2 separate regions of the Sus scrofa genome follow, and region 1 is linked to region 2. The links are chromatin contacts, called in public HiChIP or PLAC-seq maps. All regions are on one chromosome and are shown on one strand. Each heading gives the region's core, a stretch centred on a gene start, on an enhancer-like site or on the middle of the called end of the contact. The rest is flanking DNA. Distances are from core to core; before and after follow the strand shown.

Region 1 (3,898 bases), core at 1,110-3,609, 140 kb after region 2:
AAGAACAAATAAGTGAGGTGGAGGACAGATTAGCGGAAATTACGGATGCAGAACAGAAAAGAGAAAAAAGACTGAAAACAAATGAAGAGAGTCTCAGGGAACTCTGGGACAATGTTAAACGCACCAACATCCGTATTATAGGGGTGCCAGAAGGAGAAGAGAGAGAAGGGGACAGAAAAAATATTCCAAGAGATAATAGCCAAAAATTTCCCTAACATGGGAAAGGAACCACTCACTCAAATCCAGGAAGCATAACGAGTACCATATAAAATAAACCCAAGGAGGAACACACCGAGACACATAATAATCAAACTTACCAAAATTAAAGACAAAGAGAAAATCTTGAAAGCAGCTAGGGAAAAAATACAAGTAACATACAAGGGAACCCTGATGAGGTTATCAGCAGATTTTTCAGCAGAAACTCTGCAGGCCAGAAGGGAGTGGCATGATATACTTATCGTGATGAAAGGAAAAAACCTCCAACCAAGAATACTCTACCCAGCAAGGCTCTCATTCAGATTTGAAGGAGAAATCAAAACTTCCTCAGATAAGCAAAAGCTGAGAGAATTCAGCAACACTAAACCAGCCTTACAACAAATACTAAAGGAACTTCTCTAGGCAGGAAAGAAAAGATCAGCAACAGGAAACAAAAATTCCACAAATGACAAGGCTCACCAGTAAAGGCATATATACAGTAAAGATATGAAATCATCCATGCACAATTATACCACCAAAATCAGAAATCATGAGAAGAGGTGGGTACAAATGCAGTACACCAGAGATGAACTTGCAATTAAGAGAACAACAACTTAAAACAATCTCATATACATATAGACTCTTACATCAAAACTTCAGAATAACTGCAAACCAAAAATCTACAATTGATACACAAACAAGGAATCTCTGGAGAAGAAATATATCTCATAGTAAATAAGTGCATAATCCACCATGAAGGGGGTCATGTGACATCATTCTCGGAATGCTGAAGTCTTCTTAGATCTGATTCTGATTTCCTCTCCATCGAAGAATTTATGATAATTATAATTAAATAATGCCACTGTACAATTAAATAATACAGTTCCACAACTGTATTATTAATAACCATTTCTCTCCATGGTACAATGTAAAGTCCATAATGTCTTGTTTATCATATCACCTAGAATGGTGTAATGCCTTTATTGAAGAAACAATGAGATGGAACAAATTGTGAGGACATATTTATATAATTACATTGTTTTTTAACCAACTTATGCATTTTATATTTTACTTATTTTCAGGGGGTGTATTATTTTTGTTATGCTTACCAGTTAAGTTATTCTTTTTACTATGTTATATAAAATATTTAATGGTACATAAGGCTTTCTTCTTTATAAACTTTAGTTGCATAATATAACAATTTAATATAATGCTAATTTTTAAAGAAAAACTGAAATGTAATAGATAAAACTAAGTAGTAAAGACAAAAGCCATAAAATTGGGATAAAGTATAGAATAAATTTCCTATTTGTCTCAGCATATTTTCCATTCCACTTCTCCAGTGGGAGTCACTTAATCTGTTTCTTAAGATCCATGTTATAATAATCTGTGTGAATGTAATTGTGTGTAAATGTATGTATTTTATTCTGTAAAAAAAAAATAAAAATAAATTAAGGCACCCTAAACTTAAAAGCTTTTGCACAGCAAGGAGACCATCAACAAAACAAGAAGTCAATCTAAGAAATAGGAGAAAATATTTACAAATGATCTGACTGACAAGGGGTTAATAGCCAAAATATCCAAACAGCTCAAACAACTACGTACCAATCCAAAATGGTCAGAAGAACCTGAATAGATGCTTCTCCAAAGTAGACATACAAATGGCTAATAGGCCATAGGCACATGAAAAGATGCTCAACACTGCTAATTATTAGAGCAATAAAAATCAAAGCCACAGGAGTTCCCGTCATGGTGCAGTGGTTAACGAATCCGACTAGGAACCATGAGGTTGCGGGTTCAGTCCCTGCCCTTGCTCAGTGGGTTAACGATCCGGCGTTGCCATGAGCTGTGGTGTAGGTTGCAGACGCGGCTCGGATCCAGCATTGCTGTGGCTCTGGCCTAAGCCGGTGGCTACAGCTCCGATTCAACTCCTAGCCTGGGAACCTCCATATGCCGAGGGAGCGGCCCAAGAAATAGCAAAAAAAAAAAAAAAAAAAAAAAAAAAAAGACAAAAAAATCAAAGCCACAATGAGGTATCCCTTCACACCTGTCAGAATGGCTATCGACAAAGTCTACCAACGGTAAACATTGAAGAGGCTGTGGAGAAAAGGGAACCTTCATTCACTGTTGGTGGTACGTAAACTGGTGCAGACATTGTGGAAATGTATGGTGGTTCCTTAAAAAACTAAAAACAGAACTACCATATGATTCAGCAATTCCACTCCTGGGTATGCATCTGGAAAAAATGAAAACAACTCATTTGAAAAGATACATGCATCCCAGTGTTCATAACAGCACTATTTACAATAGCTAAGACATGGAAGCAACCTGAGTGCCTAAAAGACGAATGGATTAAGATGATGTGGTGTGTCCATATGTGCGCGCACGTGCACCCACACACACAGAGGTACTAGCCATAAAAAAAAAAGAGCAAAATTCTGTCATTTTCAACAACATGGATGGACCTGGAGAGCATTATGCTTAGTAAAATAAGTCAGAGAAAGACAAACACTGTATGATATCACTTATTTGTGGCATCTGAAAAATAATACGGATGAATGTATATGCAAAACGGAAACAGACTCACAGATATAGAAAACAAACTTGTTTTCAAAGGGGAAAGGAAAGAGGAAATGGACAAATTAGGGGTATGGGATTAAAAGATGCAAACTACTATATTTAAAATAGATAAGCAACCAAGATATACTAGATAGTACAGAGAATTATACTCATTATCTTTTAACAACCTATAATGGAGTATAATCTGCATAGTGAATCACTGCTCCATACCTGAATTTAACACAATACTGTAATTTTTTAAATCAGTTATCAACTATAATTCAATTTTTTAAATAAGTTAAAGACAAAGAGAGAATCTTAAAAGCACAGGAAGAGAAAACGACTCGTTCATACAAGGGATTCCCCCCCACACCATGAGACAATCAGCAGATTTTTTTTTTTTTTTTTTTGCTTTTTAGGGAGCATATGGAGGTTCCCAGGCTAGGAGTCAAATCGGAGCTACAGCTGCTGGCCTACACCACAGCCACAGCACTGCAGGATCGAAGCCACGTCTTCGACCTACACCACAGCTCACAGCAATGCTGGATCCTTAACCCACTGAGTGAGGCCAAGGATCGAACCCACAACCTCATGGTTACGAGCTGGATTCATTTCTGCTGTGCCACAATGGGAACTCCTATCAGCACATTTTTAAGCAGAACCTTTGTAGGACAGACGAGAGTGGCATGATATATTCTAAATGCTACAAGAAAAAACTTCCAAGAACACTCTACCCAGCAAAGTTATCATTCAGAATTGAAGGAGACGTAAGAGTTTCCAGAAAAAGTTAGAGGAGTTCATCTCCACTAAACAAGCTTACAAGAAATGTTAAAGGAACTTCTTTAAACTGAAAAGAAAGGGTACTAATTAAGAACAAGAAAACATACGAATGTACAAATCTCACTGGTAAAGGTGGCAATTTAATCACTTATAAAGCTAGTATGAAGATTAAGAGAAAAACAGTAAAAATAACGATAATAGCTCAGGGCTACACAAGACAAAAAAAAAAGATGTAAATTGTAGTATTAGAAACATAAAACGTGGAGGGAAGAGAGTGAACATGCAGAGCTTCAGACTATGTTCAAATTTTAGTTATCAGAGTTCCCACTGTGACACAGCAGAAACGATTCTGACTAGGAACCAT
Region 2 (3,594 bases), core at 919-3,418:
TGACCCCTAGCCTGGGAACCTCCGCATGCTGCAGGTGCGGCCCTGAAAAAATAAGACGAAGACAAAAAATCCCATGGTAGAGGAGTTCCTGTTGGGGCTCAGTGGTAATGAACTCAAGTAGTATCCATGAGGACTCAGGTTCAATCCCTGGCCTCTCTCAGTGGGATGGGGATCTAGTGTTGCCAAGAGCTATGGTGTCGGCTGCAGACATGGCTCGCCTCCTGTGTACCTGCGGCTATGGTGTAAGCCGGCAGCTGCAGCTCCAGTTCACTATGTAGCCTGGGAACTTCCATATGCTTTGGGTGAGGCCCTAAAAAGACAAAAACAAACAAACAAAAAAACCATGGTTGAGGCATTCTTTTGTGGTGCAGTGGGTTAAGGAGCCAGCGTTCTCACTGCTGTGGCTCTGGTTACTGCTGTGGGGTGGGTTTGATCCCTGGCGGGGGAACTTCTGCATGCCCCAGATGTGGCCAAAACCCCCCAAAAAATCCAAGACCCCCCCAAAAAATCCAGAGAATTCTTCTCTCCCTCTGTGTGTTTTTGAAAAACATACTAACAGCTCTTCGTGTGTGTTCAGTTGAATTTATTAATATGTTTAAGCTCACTCTCTTTCTCTAATTGAGGTGCTAATGAAGATCTTTAGAGATAATGAGGTAGCACTTAATACATGTGATGTATGTAAAACGCGGGGTGTGACACATCGCAAGTTCTCAAGAAATTGTAGCTCTTCTTGTCCGACTCTAAAACAGGCTTCAGAATAAGGAAAAGTAAGGAAGCCAAATAAGAAAGCCAATTGTGTGAATAATCAGCCTTTGAATACGAGAATTTACTCTCATTTCTGGAATTTACACAGGTCAGTGGATGAAAAATGTTATAAGGTCACCACATTTATTCAGGATACCGACTCTGTTCACACTGGGTTACTTAAAATAACGCGTGCTTCATTTAAAATCACGCCTGCTTCTGTGGCCTCGCAGGAAGTAACTGAGATTCTCAAGTCTATGACTAACTGAGGGATAAGCAAACCAGTCCCAGTCACTGTTCATTCATGGATTCGTTCATTCCAAAATGCTTATTGCATACCCGCAACGTGCCAAGCAGACCGAAGAGAGAGGAGATAGATACGACACACACATCAGGTCCCTGGGACCCGCCAGGCGATCGGGGAGGGATGTATGGTGGTTGCGTCTTACAGATAAGCGAGGTCTGTGTGAGGGGTCGTGGGGAATTAGTCATCAGCCAGGCTTAAGGAGAACGGTTTTCACAGGCAGCAAAGGAGGAGCTGCGTGGGGTTTTGCAGATGGATAGATGGGGGGGCACTCGGGCGGGCAGAGAGCGCCGTGAAGGAGAGCAGCACGGTGTGGTGGCGTTGCACACAGCACCCTGGGGCTGGAACGCGGCGGGAGAGGAGCTGCAGAGGGAGATGGGGCCCCAGCTCCCCAGTCCTGAGAGCTTGCTAAGAGGATTTCATCCTTGAGGCAGTGGGAGCCACCAGAGCAGAGGAGGAGCCATGTCAGACTTTTATAGTCAAAGAAGCATGGTTCTGGCAGCTGCAGGAGGAGGAGTGAGTGGGGTGATACAGGACAAGCCTTACAAATCGGGACATTGCTACACTAACATAGGCTGGAGCTGGTGGGGGCTTGGGGTGGCTGTCAGTGACCGGGATGGAGGAGGGGATTGGAGGTGAGCTGGTTAGAAGGCAGGTGTGGTTGACGCATGGCAGGGGCGGGAGGGTGGCAGTGTGTGTGTGTGTGGTGGTGAGGGGTGGATTCTAGAATGACTCCTGGGCTTCTTGACCGACTAAAGCCTGGGATCTAAAAAAAGGGAAGATAAATCCAGACTAGGACATGCCGGGTTTTAGGCAGATGACACCCCGGTGACAGGGGCAAGTAGGCAGTAGGTATTCAGTTGGAACACGATGTATCAGGAATTTCCGGGAGTTCCTGTGTAGCTCACTTGGTTAAGGATCCGGCATTGTCACTGTAGTGGCTCGGGCCACTACTGCTATGGAGAGGGTTCAATCCCTGACCTGGGAACTTCCACATGCTGCAGGTGTGGCCAAAAAAAAAAAGGTCCAAGGCATAACTGAACCAGAGACTGGACAGAGAGAGGGACGGGGGAGGCACTCAGCACACCGGAAAAATTACAAGAACTGTGAACAGATTTCACTTCCCTGTTGTGACATGTCCTATGAGACAGAGGGTTCAGACAAGGGCCAGCCACCCTGATCCTTGTGTGACCCAGGGAGCCCTTTTAAAAAAATCAACATACAGGAGTTCCCTATGTGGTACAATGGGATTGGCAGCATCTCAGGAGCCCTGGGATGCAGGTTCAATCCCCAGCTTGGCACAGTGGGTTAAGGATCTGGCATTGCTGCACTTGCAGCTTAGGTCACAGCTCTGCCTCAGATCTGATCCCTGGCCCAGGAACTTTGTATGCCACGGGGCATCCGAAAAAGAAAAAAGAAAAAGAAATGAAAGTACAGCCCAAATATAAAATTAAGAACAGGTTTCGGAAGGCCCATGCAAGGAAGAAACCCAAAGTTTCATCAGCCCAGGGGGTCTCTACCTCTGCTAAGACCCTCCCTGGGCCCTAAAGACAAAACTAGAGCCACAGTGAGGAGGTCCCAGCTGCAGAGAGAACCAGGCAAGGCGCCTCTTCCTTCTTCTCACACCTCGCATTGTCACTGTCATAAAAAAGCCATCTCTGTTCCCTGTAAGGCCCCTGTCAGTCCAAATGCGCAGGGTTGGCTCCCTGGCTCCAAACCCGTGAATCTCAAGAGACCTGGGCACGTGGTCGTGACCACCAGTGCAGGTTCACGTACCAACACCCCCAAACCGGTCTTCAGCTACACGTCGGAAATTCACATGACACCGTCAGAATGTAGAGATGCCACAGCCTCCGGCAGGCCCACCCACCCTATCCCTGACCCAGCCAACGAACGTTTAGAAAGCCTCACTGTCGAGCCCCCTGTACAGCCGGAGTTGAGGACACCACCACCCAGACTCAGACTCGGGGAGGGTCCGCGGGGTGCAGCAGGTGTGACTGGCAGGGACCCCTGCGCCTGGAGAGCTGAGGTGTCCCAAGGCACAGGGCTGAAGCCCGGGCCTGCGCTGAGGGAAGGATGGCCCTCCAGGCGGCACCACTCCCTCACAGAAGGAACAGGGCTCACCCCCCAGGGCCCCTCGGCCAAGCTCGGGAAACTGGCTTTGGCATCCAGTTCTGTGCACCTGGGGGCCCTTAGGTAGCAACAGCTGCACCTCTCGCCCAGGCAGGGCTCTCCCTGCCACTCTGACCCAGTTACGGCAGCTATGTCACATGGCGCCGCCATGCTGACAGCCAACTTTCAAGTAGAGGCAGGGGCAGGGTGAGCCGGCTCCCTTGCCTTCGGAGGGCCTGGGGGCATCTGCTGGCATCCACAGCTCCAGCAGCATCAGCAAACCATGAACACGGCCTGCGGCACTCATTAGCCTCCCGCGAGAACCCACTCAGGTGCTTCCAGGGTGGTAGCTGATGCCTGTCCTGAAATGGGAGGGACCAGAGCGACTCCAGATTTTCTGATTGCGGTGCAGTTTGCCACTCTGGTGGCAGGGT

Evidence for each region. HiChIP or PLAC-seq counts read pairs in DNA pulled down with a chosen protein or histone mark.
Region 1: an H3K27ac HiChIP or PLAC-seq map of alveolar macrophages shows a contact between it and region 2. The contact joins two enhancer-like sites. A contact is called at or near these places in 1 of 47 Hi-C or Micro-C datasets (epiblast stem cells) and 1 of 2 datasets of contacts at active chromatin or transcription factors (alveolar macrophages).

Annotation. Positions count from the first base shown.
Region 1 is chr10:48,095,047-48,098,944 of Sscrofa11.1, forward strand. All of the region lies in intron 4 of PRPF18 (PRP18 pre-mRNA processing factor 18 homolog (S. cerevisiae)), which reads right to left. Among named protein-coding and RNA genes, the nearest start is that of PRPF18, 25 kb to the right of the region's middle. Within about 2 kb of position 2,360, at least 1 of the 83 cell types and tissues checked has an H3K27ac peak or open chromatin away from gene starts, as enhancers often do. A contact at or near this core is called in alveolar macrophages, where this site is marked.
Region 2 is chr10:47,951,638-47,955,231 of Sscrofa11.1, forward strand. The region is part of intron 12 of FRMD4A (FERM domain-containing protein 4A); the gene reads left to right. Among named protein-coding and RNA genes, the nearest start is that of PRPF18, 170 kb to the right of the region's middle. Within about 2 kb of position 2,169, at least 11 of the 83 cell types and tissues checked have an H3K27ac peak or open chromatin away from gene starts, as enhancers often do. A contact at or near this core is called in alveolar macrophages, where this site is marked.